Linked DNA regions of Mus musculus: regions 1 and 2 are each linked to region 3. Evidence: chromatin contacts called from public HiChIP or PLAC-seq data. All regions are on one chromosome and are shown on one strand. The core of a region is the stretch at or near the end of the contact, and the rest is flanking DNA. Distances in the headings are between cores, read along the strand shown. Region 1 has its middle 21 kb from the start of Gm34177. Region 2 has its middle 48 kb from the start of Gm39724. Region 3 overlaps Gm39725 (a long non-coding RNA gene).

Region 1 (4,427 bases), core at 61-2,560, 330 kb before region 3:
CAGTTTTCCTGAGCAAAAGCTCAGAGATCTGAGAGAGCTGTGCACCTCCACTGCTGAGGTAGAGTTGGCCAGTTCTATTTTATAAGGAGCAGAACTCACATACAATCTTTACCCCAGGAGCTCTGCACCATCTATTAGAAATGACCCCTGTTGGCCCTGGAATCAGCTATTATAGGTGGATTCTGAGAACCTCTGCTGTGTGGAGCTTTCTCCTTTGCCTTGACGCATGCAGTCAGGAGCAAACGACAGCCTGTCATCCTGAGTCCGAAAGCAGACAAACGCATCAGTTTGAATTGGACCACAGTGCTAAGGATTTCTAAATTAATCAGCTTCTAGGAAGACACCCCAGCCCAGAGGTGAATAGATGAAGGGTGTGACTAGAAAGGACACGTGGACAGAGACCTATTTACCACAGCACCTTAAGTGCTTCCCGTACCTATAAAATGGGGCACTGTGCAAGCGAGCAACATGTGAGAAAGGGCAGCGGAGGCTTGATACTTTGCTACTGTCCATAAAACCCCACTCCCAGGAGAGTGTATTTGGCAATCTTTTTGACTGTCCTCCCCACATGCAACAGCATTTGTTAGATGAGCTCATTTACAAGGAGAAATGAAACCCTGTTTGGATTGGAAAAAAGAACCCAATCTTCCCCATGGGCTCAGGTGTATTTGAGGATATGCTGGGCGTAGCCTGAATAGTTTTGTTAGACCCACAATGTACTCTCCACATGGAGGTGAAGTCAAGGGTGCTGCAGCCAAGCCTGGTCACAGTAGTGAGGTTTACTGTGCTGTGGAGCCTGACAATCTGCCGACGCCCTGGGCACACATTTCCTCCAGCAGATATGCCTGGGACAATATGACTGCTGCCTTTTGATAAGCCAGCCCTTTGCTGGGCTACAAGAGAAGAAGACAAGAGCCAGAACTCCTTTTCTTTCTCCGTCTGTCGATGTTAGAGGCTGCCCTGTTCTGGATGGCATGAAATCCTTTAGTGATCCCTGCATTTTCAGGAAATTGTTTTTTTTTTGTTTTGTTTTTTGGGGTTTTTTTTGTTTTGTTTTTGTTTTTGTTTTTTTCTGGCTACAGAATTGCCTGTATCCCTGAGTTACCCAGGGATACAGACAGAGTTTTCTTTTGAACTCTGTAATATAATTTGACTCTTTAGTGTTTGTAAATATATTGCATTGCTTAAAAGAAGTTAGTTTGGAAATTGTAGTATCAAGTACCTTCCTGTTAGGATTCTAAATGCTACTCATCCATTAGTTTAAAGCAAGCTGTCATGTGATTAAAAAAAAATACTAGTGATTACTCCCTGTGGGTGAGAGATTGACCCAGCCACATGCCTCTGATGGGTCACTACTAAGACTCCTGCCTCCCAATGGTTAGGCCTTGTTAATGTCCAATTTCTGTGAAATGTACTAGAATCTATATCCATTACTCCTACTGGAAGCAGAGCTAGAGACCACCCAAAGGCCAGGACGGGCACTGGTACTTTCCATGTTCCCTGGAATATTGCTTTACAATAGTGGGTCCCTAAGGAATCTCTCAACAACTTGGATGGTATACATAATCTATAGCAAAACATACCCGGGGGAGCCATGTTGCCCTGGGAAGACAAATAAAGGGAAAACTATTTGATGGATGATTTCTTGCAGCACAACCCTGTGATTCCCCATGTGTGTATATTTCCTTTGAAATAATAATAATAATGATAATAATAATAATATAACCAAAAGGGGGAAATGCAATAAAACTCATGACATCCTCCACAAACACTTGTAAGCTTTCTCCTTTGAATTGCCCTCAGAGACCCATTGCTCTTCCCTGCTCATCTTTGAAGGATGAGAAAGCTAGTGTCCATGTCTCTTCCCATGCTATCCAATTTCTAAAGAACCAATTAAGGACCTAGCAAGGTCTAGAGGGGACCTCATGATGGAGACCATCAAGGACACCTGGAGAGGATCGACTTCTATGAGTTGTTTGTTCCAAGTCACCTATGAGAGGTGGCAGATTCCCAGGGGAAGCCTCAGAGGAAGCTGTTAACTAGTGGACTGCAGGAAGGAGGTCGGGGTGGAGGTAGCTGTCAGAGCAAGCTTTAAGGGAGGCTCTTTTTTCTTGATCACACAGTGAGTGTTGCTGAAGGTCACCTCAGGTGCGAGCACTGCCAATCCAAAGCTTCAGGTTCCTTGTGGAAATCTTGGAGAAACTCAGGTCTTCAGAGCTTCGCATTCTGAAGGAAGGGGAGTCTGTTTCCATTTCTTAGTGTTGTTTTGTTTTTAGTATCACAGTGATATGATTACCTATTCTGTAGAGTTGTCTAAATATCCCACATCGAGCCATAAGTCAACTAGGGAAAGAAATATTCGAAATAGTCTTAGAACTTCATTTGTTGAAAGTTTTTACTTCATGAGAATTATTAAGTCCATGCAAACAAATTTAAAGTAACCTGGGCTCTCCAGTGCATGGAATTCCTGTTGCTCGGGAGGCTGAGGCACACGGGTATAAGAAAGAGGTCACCTGGAACAACGTAATGAAACTGGATCTCAGTGTTAATTAATTAATTAATTAGTTAATCAATTACGATGATAACAACAACAATACTAAAAAGTACTGGGGAAACTGGGTCTAGTGGTGTCTGCCTATAATTCTTGCACTCTAGAAGTGAGGGCAGGAGGGTGAGAGGTTCAAAGCTAGCCTGAGCTACATGAGTTTCTGTCACACAAAGATAAACAAACTTCACGGGCTGTACCTTAGTGGTGGGGCGCTTGCTTAGTGTTCCTGAAGAAAGAGGTAAAGGGTTAGCTGTTTCTGAAGTGTCACTCTGGAAGTCCCCGAGATGCTTTTCAGAGTGTCATTAAGGTCAAGTGGTTTTATAATTAACAATTGCCCTGCTCCATTTTCCGTGCTATTGTAAACTACAAAATAATTTTACCCTCTCATTTTTTCCCCAAGGCTACAGGAAATATAGCATTGTAATGTGAATTGAGAAGCAAATTTGAAAATCCAAATGTCTTTTTACTAAGCCAACCATTGAGGACATCCTTTCCCCAAAGTATGACTTTGTGTGTGTACATACACATGTATGCATGTATATAGTTTGTGTGTGTGGTTGTGTGTGTATATGTATGTATGTATACATTTTTGTGTGTGGTTGTGTATGCATATGTATGTATGTTTATATAAATTTTCTGTGTGTTTGTGTGTGCATATATGTATATATGTATATATATATATATATGTGCCTGCATATGTGTGTGTGTGTTTGTGTGTATGTATGTACGTATGTATGTATTTTGTGTGTATGGTTGTGCATATATATGTATGTATGTATGTATGTATGTATGTATGCATTGTGTGTGTGTGTGTGTGTGTGTGTGTGTGTACTTGCCTGAGGGCTGATGACTGCAGCAAGGGTCTGTGAAAATGCAGGCAAGCCCTCTATTACTATGTTCCACCCAAGCCCACAGTATCATTTTCATCACTAAATGTATTTGTTTTGACAAGCTTGATTATTTTCATTAAAACCGTTTACTCACTTTCACTTAACATGCAGCAACATTATTGGTGTTTTGCTTTCTGACTTGTCAACATTGATAGTTTTGGATTATATAATAAAGCCTCTTCGTGACCCTCAGCAGGGAAGGTGGTCCTGAGATCAAAGCATCAATCCGGCAGCCATTTATTCTTTATTGTCATGGAGTAGCTTTTTGCTTTCTATGTCACAATTTATTGATGCATTGTCTTGTTAGATCACTTCCTACTTCTGTCAGTTATAAAGCTGCCATGAACATCTCAGAGTATATCTCTCTATGAACATGTATTTCCTCTAGTGTTGGAGATTATGGCACCCCAGGGTGTTTTTAACTCTCTACCATGAGGTTGCTCAGCCTTTCCCCAAATGCTTGACTCTGTTACAATTCCCTGACACCCTTCCTTATTTTTGATGTAATCGGTCTTTGATTTTACCTATGAGGATAGCTATGCTGTAAGTAATTTTCATTTCCCCACTAACTAAAAGCTAGCAGCTACTGAACCCTCAAGCACCAACTACCCACTCTGTCTCTTCCATGAGATTTCACTATAAGACTCTTTTCTATGTTTGCCATTGTTTATGTTTTTAAAAACCAAATCTCTTCAGCTCTATAATTTGGTTTTTGTGTTAAGGGTTCCTTTTGATTACTAGTGACTTAATAATTCAATGTATTGTGTGTGTTTTTTAATAGCTAATGTTTTTTTGACTGAAACATCATCAAAATACCCCAAGACCATGAAGAAATATTTCTATTTTCTTTCACCAGAAGCTTGTAGATTTGTCTTTTATATTTAGTTCTATGATATGTCCCAAGTGAACTTTTATGTTGTAACAACAAAAAGGTTGGCCACTCTCCCACGGCCCAGTTTCAATGCAGAACTGGAGTCAGTTGTCTTAGT
Region 2 (4,659 bases), core at 889-3,388, 340 kb after region 3:
CCACACCTTCTAATAGTGCCACTCCTTGAAGGAGGGAACTCACATGAGCTGCCGTGATGATGGAAGAAACTGAGATGAAGACAATTCAGAGTCTGTCTGGCGTGAATAGAATAATCTCTATGTTCACCTATGAGCAGTTCCAGAAGCTAAGAAAGTACTTCCAGATAGACTGGTTCCCTAAGGAGGCAATTCTGCAGGCCTTGGCTGAGGAACTCAAACTGCCCAAAGAAGTCATCAGCTACTGGTTCTTCAAGCAGCGTCAAAGAGAGATGAGGCACAGGCAGTTTTTGAAGGGCTACAAGGGTTGGATAACACGCTGTCGTCACTACTGTACAACAAGAAGGACCACCAGGCAGAAGAACTCCGAGGAGTGCTCTCAGAATGACCCTGGACTCCCCGAAGCGTTGGAAGCCTTGAAGAGTCTCAAGCTCTCTTCTGGGTACCAAAGCAGAGATGCAATGTCACAGGATTTCTGACTTTTCAACTTCCTTGTTGGGGCAGGGGTCTGTTGGGATTTATGTCTATGGAAGAAGGTACATTAATAATAATGCTTGCATTCATAGAATCGATTAAAAAAATGAACCAAGCATTCAAGCACGTGAGTCTGTGGGGGCCATACCTATTCAAACCACCACACCAGCATAAAGTATAAACAAATGAAAGACTATAGAATATACACAGAAGCAAAAAAATTAAAATTAAAATTTTAAAAAAATTTTTTAAAAAGGACACTTAATACATTCTCCAGAAGTGGACAATAGACACCAGCAGGAAGACAGCTTTTTCTCTATAGCCAATGACTGACAGCATTTCAGTGCTAAAGATTATCCATCATTATCAAAGCTGCTGTGACAGAGCGGACCTTCGCCTGGGAGTCCAAAATGGAGTCCCTATTACTCTGTGATGAGCCTTGATTTTCATTTTATCTTTCTATTATACATCTATCCTCTTTCACTTAGAACAAAGAGATCTTCCACCTTCCATTTGCCTCACTAGCACCTAGGCCTGGCTTTGCATGTGTCTACTACAGCTGGGAGAAAGTGGTTTTCAAACCAGGACCGATGGCATTGTGTCCGGAGTCCACGGGAAACCCAGACAAGTCCAAGAATTGCAAAGTCCACTGCAACTCCCAAAAGAGTCTTTTATTGTTCCACATTGGAACTCGGATTGCCTGCCTCGAACTCACTGAGTGAATGCTGGCAAGCAACCCTGAGTTCAGAAAACACTGGGTTTATATACGGTATAGTTATGAATGTTCACAGAAAAGGGGAGTAAAGGGCTGTAATCATTTGGTGGAAAGGTACAGAAGTGGGAGGGGGTTAATGGGTGTCTGTTCAGGGACTAACTTCATAGCCAGTCATAACTGTCTCTGACCTGACCTCTGATTTCCCTTGAGCTTGTGATTTTTCTAAGGTCTCAAGGACAAGCACCCTGAAGAGTTCGGCTGTTTATCAAGAGTGTTGGAGACAAAAAGGCGGGGAGGATGTCTCAAGCTGTCCCCTCAAAATGTCTTCATTTAGGGGGAGTTTGATGGGTAGTGCCATTCTAACAATAGGGGAGGGGCCAAGGAGGAGTAGGCTTGCTGCAGGGGTGGGATGGTGGTGGTGGTGGCAGGGAACACAGAGGCAAACTGTACACACACTCAAGTCTCTCTAGTATCATTAATTTGGGGGTTACAACAATGGCAAGTTGGTGGCATGAAGGGAATCTGCACTTTGGGATGGGACCACTTTTTGTGCAGATGTTTCTATAACCCCAGACTCTCTACAGGACACTGCATGAGGGTAAGGTGGGAAAGCAGATCTCTTCTAAAGGAAACAGTTTTGTCTGTCAATCCCAGTTAAGATCGTTTCTGAGGCCTGCACTGCAGTTCTGTTTACTCTTCCCATGTATAAAATAGCTTTAATTTGAAATTACAAGTAAGAACACAAACCACAGGAATGTAGCACAGGCATTGTCACGCTTAGGAGGTAAGTAGAAAGACAGCCAGGAAGAATCCCGAGTCACCAAGCTCCAGTGAAATCAAAACGAAGTTGGGTGCGAGAGAGCGCTAGAAAAAACGTTAAGATTTCCTGCAAGTGGCTCCTCCTCACACCACACCACCAAATACTTAAGCTGTGATGCAAGCTGATAACATTTGGCACTCGCAGGGGTTTCTCAGTTTTGCAGTTTCCATGCAAACTCTGATTAATCCTGACAGTGCTCCTCAGAGAGCTGCTGGCCTGGAGCCAGACGAAGTGTGCGCGCCCTCACGTTGATTGCATAAGTTCACACAACAACCAATCCTTCTCTCCACAATTTCCCATCATCCATGGCTTAAATTCTCATGACAGATTTTAGGCAAACTCGCCTCTTCAAACTGTCCCTCTGTTCAAACTGTCTCCAGCCCCAACCCCAGGATCATGTCTCCCCTCGGAGTTCACTGGCTTCGGTTTTATATTCAAACATATTCCAGGATTCCCATCTGAGCCCGAAGAAAGTTTAATGGTCCCTGACTCCAACATTCTCCTGTGTGGGCATAAACCTCCATTTGTGTTCATAGAGTGATAGTACAACTACCCATCCTTCATCGCCTTTCCCTCCCTCAAAATAAGAAAATTGAGGCAAAACCAAACACTCAAAAAAAAAAAAAAAAAAAACTATTTGTTCACTAAAAGAAAAAATAGGAAACTCAGGAGACCTAAAACACAGCTCTGTCTCACTGTCACTGTGACTGGGATGAAGCACCCTGACAAATAGGGAAGATTTGTGTCTTACAACTTCAGGTTACTGTTTATCATTGAAGTTAGGGAGGCAGGAGCTTGAGATAGCCAGTCATGTCATATATACGGCAAAGACCAGGGAAAACTAGACACAGTCACACTGCCAGCTTGCTCTATTCAGCTAGCTTTCTTTACTTGTACAGTCCAGCCTATAAATGATGCCACCTCCACTTAGGGTGTTCCTTCCCAAACTTTGCTAACCAAAGCAATCAAGATAACCCCCCAGAGACATGCCCACGGGCCAATCTGATCAAGGCAATTTCTCCTTCAGGCTCCCTTCCCACGTGCTTCTAGGTTGTGACATGTTGATGTTTTTTTTGGTTTTTTTTTTTTTTTTTGGTTTTTTTTTTTATTACGTATTTTCCTCAATTACATTTCCAATGCTATCCCAAAAGTCCCCCATACCCTCCCCCCCCCCCACTTCCCTACCCACTCATTCCCATATTTTGGCCCTGGCATTCCCCTGTACTGGGGCATATAAAGTTTGTGTGTCCAATGGGCCTCTCTTTCCAGTGATGGCCGACTAGGCCATCTTTTGATACATATGCAGCTAGAGTCAAGAGCTCTGGGGTACTGGTTAGTTCATAATGTTGTTGCACCTACAGGGTTGCAGATCTCTTTAGCTCCTTAGATACTTTCTCTAGCTCCTCCATTGGGGGCCCTGTGATCCATCCAATAGCTGACTGTGAGCATCCACTTGTCCCACCATTCCTCAAGGAAAGTTTAAAACTCAAGTGAGGTGTCCTTATTTGTAAAACACTAGACCATCTATGTTTAAATATATAAGTCAGATCTTCTATCACCACTTACTAACAAAGAGAAAGATAAATGCGTAGTTGTATTAAATCACTGGTGAGGGAGGGAAGGTGCCTAGTGAGTAAGAGCTATCGGTGTACAAGCATGAGAACATGAGTTCAAATCCCCAGCACTCAGGTAAAGAGTTGGTCACAGCCATACATACCTACAACCCCAGCAGTATCAGGGGCAGAAATAAGAAAATCAGTGAATCTCGCAGACTCCCAGCCAAGTTAAGTGGAAGAGCCTGTCTCAAAAGGAATAGAGTGAGAGGTATCAGAAGAAGACACCTGACACACTGTCCTCTAGCCTCTACAAGGAGGCCATGTAAGTATTCCCACACACATATAACACACACACACAAACAAACACACACACACGTACATATAACATACATACACACACAGGTACATATAACACACATACACACACACACATGTACATATAACACACACAAACACATACATGTACATATAACACACATACACACACATGTACATATAACACACATACACACACGTACATATAACACACATACACACACACGTACATATAACACACATACACACACATGTACATATAACACACACAAACACACACATGTACATATAACACACATACACACACACGTACATATAACACACATACACACACACATGTACATATAACACACAAACACACACATGTACATATAACACACACACACACACACACACACAAAAGCTTCTGTTCCCCTAACCCGAGTGTGTTCTGGCTCTGCTAGGAATTAACCTAATCTGTTTCTCAGTGCGCCTGGGTCTATGGGGCCTCCCTCTCATTCGGCCTCATTTCTGATGAATTAATTAGATAGCTGAAATCAGCTAAATGAAATGCCCTCCCCCACAAACCTATCTTAAAATACCTATGAAACATCTAAGGTAGTATTTTCATATGCCCAACGATGTGGAGGGGAAACCCCCAGAAGAAAGATGAAAGCCCCAGTAGAATTATGGCAAAGCCAATCAAATGGAGACAATTACCTCCCCAAACCACATGGGTGACTTAAAGTCAAATGAATGTGAATCTAATAAAACAAAAATCACAGAGCCAATATTTTTAAAAT
Region 3 (4,602 bases), core at 953-3,452:
TCTGGCCTCTGAGGGCAAGAGGCATACATGCACACCTACATACATGCAGAAACTCACTTATTCACAAACAATAAAAATAAATCAGTCTTTTAAAAATTTAGGATAGTTATAACCCTAACCCAGCACAATGGTTTGAAAGTAGACAGCCATTATTTTTGTTGGCTGAATAAACAACATTAAGGCAGAAAGAGTGAGTCTGTCTGATGTCATGCCTGACTATAGTCAAGGTAGTCTTAGTTAGGGTCTCACTGCTGTGAAGAGACACCATGACCAAGGCAACTCTTATAAAGGGAAACATTTAACTGGGGCTGGCTTACAGGTTAAGAGGTTTAGTCCATTATCATCAATGTGGGAGTATGGTAGCATCTAAGCAGGTGTGGCTCAGGAGGAGTTGAGAGTTCGGTTTTCTTCTGAAAGCAGACAGAAGACTGGCTCCCATGTGGCTATGAGGAAGGCCTCCAAGCCCACCTCCAGAGTGACACACTTCCTCCAACAAGGCCACCCCCCCGCCCCCAAGAGTGCCACCCTAGGCCAAACATATTCAAACCACCAGGGTGGTCTTACATCCTAAGTTCTGTGCTGTAATGTATAGACAGAGGTATACTTCAGGAATATAGGGGGAGATTGTGGAGCCAGGAAGATGATAGACAGGCCATACTGTCAAGGACTCACCTTTCTTTAACCAGATTTTGTGTGTTCTCCAATCCTCTCCTAGAGTACATTGAAAACAATAGTGGCTGAGAACATCTTTCAAAATAAGAGTCCTACCCATTCTCCATAGACTCTTGTCAGCTCCTTGTAAAGTTTCCCTGGTTTCTCTCTCTTCCAGCTTTACCATTAGCACCCCTCATGCCTGCCAAACCATTGCCATTTTGATGTCTGCCCTTGACTTAGACCTGATTTATTTACTATCTCATTGTTGTCTCTGAGTTCACTAAGATATAATTTACAGAGTCTAGCCACAGCAGATGAGTTGGCCCATCTAATACTTCACCTGCTGCGGGACAGAGAGAAGGGAGCAGGTGGGCAAAGTGGCACAACCATTATGAGCCAAAAAATAGATTATGGCTGGAAACTCCCATCTTGATTTGGCCCAGGGGCCACGGGTATATTTGGCTGGCCCCTGACTGACATAATTATTATTGCCAGAAATTAATTTTAGCAAGAACTTGAAAGGAGGACATGGGTGATTAAAGTTCTAATAATAACATTTTTTAAAAAGTCTGGGTTAATGAATCTGTAACTCAGGCAAAAAAAATAAATAAATAAAATAAAAGAGGCTGTGAGTGTTCTGGGACCAGCACGTGGGACTGAGCTCTGAAAAATAAAAGGTATTTGGCTATGGAGTCAAGTAGGGCAAGGTTGGATCACATGGCCCCAAGAAAACTTAGGGAAAGGAGATAACACTTACTCTACAGTGGGACTGCTTCTGTAATTGAAAATGTGGATGAAGTAAAACTTTACAAAGCAGATATATGAGTGAGAGAGAGAGTGTGTGTGTGTGTGTGTGTGTGTGTGTGTGTGTGTGTAATCAGAAAACAAAAAACAAAACAAAGCCGGGCGTGGTGGCACACGCCTTTAATCCCAGCACTCTGGAGGCAGAGGCAGGCGGATTTCTGAGTTCGAGGCCAGCCTGGTCTACAGAGTGAGTTCCAGGACAGCCAGAGCTACACAGAGAAACCCCCTGTCTTGAAAAACCAAAAAACAAAAACAAAAACAAAAAAAAAACCAAAAAAACCCCCAAGTGTCAGTCTTTGGGGTCCACCTTAACACAGAGTCTCTTTGTTGTGTACCATTGATCAGCACATGCCAAGCTAATTTGCCAAGGAACTTCCAGAGGTTCTCCTGTCTCCATCTTCCACCTCTCTGTGGGAAAGTCTAGACTACAGATGCTTTGTCCAGCCTTAGACAGGTTCTTAGGTCCTCCCGTTTGTACTTTTCCCAGTGAGGCATCTCCCTGGTTCATCAAACAGTGTTTTAAATTCACTGTAGGTATCTGTGCGTGCGAGAGAAGGCCCACTGGTTCCTTTGGAAGAGGCCTGTGGGCATGAATAGTCTGCTGGGACCACTTTGGCTCTTCAGAGTGTTTACTTTGATTAGGCCAAGGTGCAGTCTGATTGGTGGATGTCTTGCTAGTTGTATAATATGGTATCATCCGAGGGTATAGAATTTCCTGCCTTTAGCTGGCTTAGGGTTTAGCAGATGAGAGACTCACAGATGACTCTGACTAAAGCCCTTTAGATCTTCACAACAATGCCTGGGTGTATTCTCCCAGCTGCATTCTGCAGATAAGAAAGCAGGAAGTTCAAGGGAAAAGGTGATCTTTCACATTCCACAGAACAAGAACCTCTCCTAGTTTGTCAACATCTGAGTTCAACCTCAGAGCTAGCCCTCATTATCCACGGCCTCCCTTTTGGAAATGGAGGGTTAACTGCAGCTGCCCACGCCTCAGTTTAGAAGTTTTTGATATTCTAAACTCAGGTTTTCAAATCTGATAGCTACATGAAGCTCACCCTTCCAGTCCTACCACTTCAATTTAAAAAAAAAAAAAAAAAAAACGAAACAAACTCCCCCAAAGCTTAGGTGATATAAGCCAAAGTCATAGAGTTGTCTTCAAGACTTTTATTAGGAATTGATGTGTAAGATTACACAGAGTAAAAAAAAAAAAAAAAAAAAAAAAAAAAAAAAAAGCATTACTGAACGAGAGAGCGGGTCACAGAGCAAAGAATATACAGGGGAGCGAGCATAGGGTCCCGTAGATCAGCATAAAAGGAACAGGAACGGGAAGAGGTATCCCGTCTGTTGACACTGGTGAAATACAGGTTAAAAACTGAAACGCTGATATTCACAGATGTAAACCTGAGGCTTCGGGAAAATCCCATTGTGAAGAGCACCATAATTTCCAGAGGCCGCGCGCGCGTGTGTGTGTGTGTGTGTGTGTGTGTGTGTGTGTGTATGTGTGGTTTCTCCTCATTCACAGCTTGTTGAGAGGCCACTAATGTCACTAGATCACGGCAACTGGACAAATGAGCTCTCCAGGAAATAAATGATGCCGGAGTCTGGACTCCCTGAGAGAGATGTGTAACTACAGGTTTTTCCTCCCGTGACCCAGTTCCCCAATAACTACTCGGAGGCTATATTGTTTATTAAATTCCTAGGCATAAGCTAGGCTGTCTCCCCAACTAGCTCCTAACTTCGACTAACCTGTTTGTACTATTCTTTGCCTGCCGCATGGCTAGCTACCTCTCCTGAGTTTCGTACATCCAACTTCCTCTGGGTGGGGAATCGCCTATGCTAGACTCTTTCCCACAGTTCTTTGCTCCTTGCTGGATGTCCTGCTTTCTAGTCTCCTCTCTCCTATAGGCCATAGGCATGTTATTGACAGGTTATACTTCCACACAGTATATAGAGATTATCCCTGCAGAGCCAAGAAGCCTGAATGATTTAACAGCTTTGTCCCTGCAACTGTCATGCACTTAACCCCCTTCCAATCTCTAACCCAACCTCTCCTAGTAGTTTCTCCCTGAGACCCAACAGAATGACTATGTCAAGAGAAAGAGAACTTGGAAATTGCCTACAGTGATGGCCTGCTCTTTTTCCAAGAAAGGCAAAGGAAACTTAAGGAAGTAAGATACCTTGCAAGGGCACGAGAAAGGCTATTTACACATTAATGCCAGAGATGCCAATTTCTGGCTTTTGTTTCTTGCTGTGTGATTTCTATTTGAAATAACCTCACTATCAAAATGCCTGTGGAAGTTGTCAGTCACAGAACGAGGCCAGTAGAACACCTTGCTCTCTACCAGACACTTGATTATTGAGGTCCCAAGCTGCATGCACTCAAGGATCCATGGTGTGTATTTTAAAGGACCCCAGAATGAATATCTCATACTGTGAGGCAAGGAGGCATATTCCAGTCGACCTCATGAGTAATTCTTAAGGGAACTCTGCCTGGGCTTACCCTCTGAGTGGCACCATCTGGCTTGTTTTTGCTTGCTCAGTGATTCACTTTGCACACCTTAAACTTCCACAAGGGCAAGGCTGTTTGTCTATTGTCTTCAACCCCAAAGGCCTGATACAACACTTACGGGAGAGTCTGGGACCAAAGGGGTGCACTATAAGTATCTGATGGCTATAAAACTGGATTTTTGCTAGGCATGATTGTCTACTGTTAACCCCAGCACTCAGGAGGAAGAGGCAGCAGCTCTCTATGAGTTTCAGGCCAGCCTGATCCACGTTGAAAGTTCTAAGCTTGCCAGGGCTTCATAGTGAGACCCATCTCAAAAACAAAACAAAACAAAACAAAACAAAACACAACAAAACAAAACAAAACAAAACAAAATCAAAACAAAACAAAGCAAAAGTTCTTAATTGTTATTTCAGGAAGGGAATTCCTGGCCGTGGCTCATCTTTGCCACACTTGGTGGCTACAGAGATGCTTCTCTTGCCTAAGAGAACACAGCTGCATAGCTGCAAACCACCTCTTCCTGATTTGACTGGCAAAGGCAGTCGGTCAAGGCAGCTGGGGTTTGCCCACCTCCTTCTGATGAACTCCAAACACTCAGCCCACAATGAGAAAGTTCCTTCCTCCCATGGCTGTTTGTC

The links. HiChIP or PLAC-seq counts read pairs in DNA pulled down with a chosen protein or histone mark.
Region 1: a contact with region 3 is called in an HNF4G HiChIP or PLAC-seq map of pancreatic cancer cells. The contact joins two enhancer-like sites. A contact is called at or near these places in 3 of 39 promoter capture datasets (3T3-L1-derived adipocytes, the HPC-7 cell line and hippocampal neurons) and 2 of 115 datasets of contacts at active chromatin or transcription factors (embryonic stem cells and pancreatic cancer cells).
Region 2: an HNF4G HiChIP or PLAC-seq map of pancreatic cancer cells shows a contact between it and region 3. The contact joins two enhancer-like sites. A contact is called at or near these places in 13 of 39 promoter capture datasets (the 3T3-L1 cell line, 3T3-L1-derived adipocytes, the HPC-7 cell line and 10 more), 1 of 484 Hi-C or Micro-C datasets (the AML12 cell line) and 4 of 115 datasets of contacts at active chromatin or transcription factors (the NIH/3T3 cell line, SST interneurons, T-cell acute lymphoblastic leukemia and 1 more).

Annotation. Positions count from the first base shown.
Region 1 is chr1:184,348,329-184,352,755 of GRCm38.p6, reverse strand. No RefSeq gene overlaps it. Among named protein-coding and RNA genes, the nearest start is that of Gm34177, 21 kb to the right of the region's middle. Within about 2 kb of position 1,310, at least 9 of the 459 cell types and tissues checked have an H3K27ac peak or open chromatin away from gene starts, as enhancers often do. A contact at or near this core is called in pancreatic cancer cells, where this site is marked.
Region 2 is chr1:183,677,595-183,682,253 of GRCm38.p6, reverse strand. No RefSeq gene overlaps it. Among named protein-coding and RNA genes, the nearest start is that of Gm39724, 48 kb to the right of the region's middle. Within about 2 kb of position 2,138, at least 51 of the 459 cell types and tissues checked have an H3K27ac peak or open chromatin away from gene starts, as enhancers often do. A contact at or near this core is called in pancreatic cancer cells, where this site is marked.
Region 3 is chr1:184,014,196-184,018,797 of GRCm38.p6, reverse strand. The region is part of intron 2 of Gm39725 (a long non-coding RNA gene); the gene reads right to left. Among named protein-coding and RNA genes, the nearest start is that of Gm39725, 3.2 kb to the right of the region's middle. Within about 2 kb of position 2,202, at least 52 of the 459 cell types and tissues checked have an H3K27ac peak or open chromatin away from gene starts, as enhancers often do. A contact at or near this core is called in pancreatic cancer cells, where this site is marked.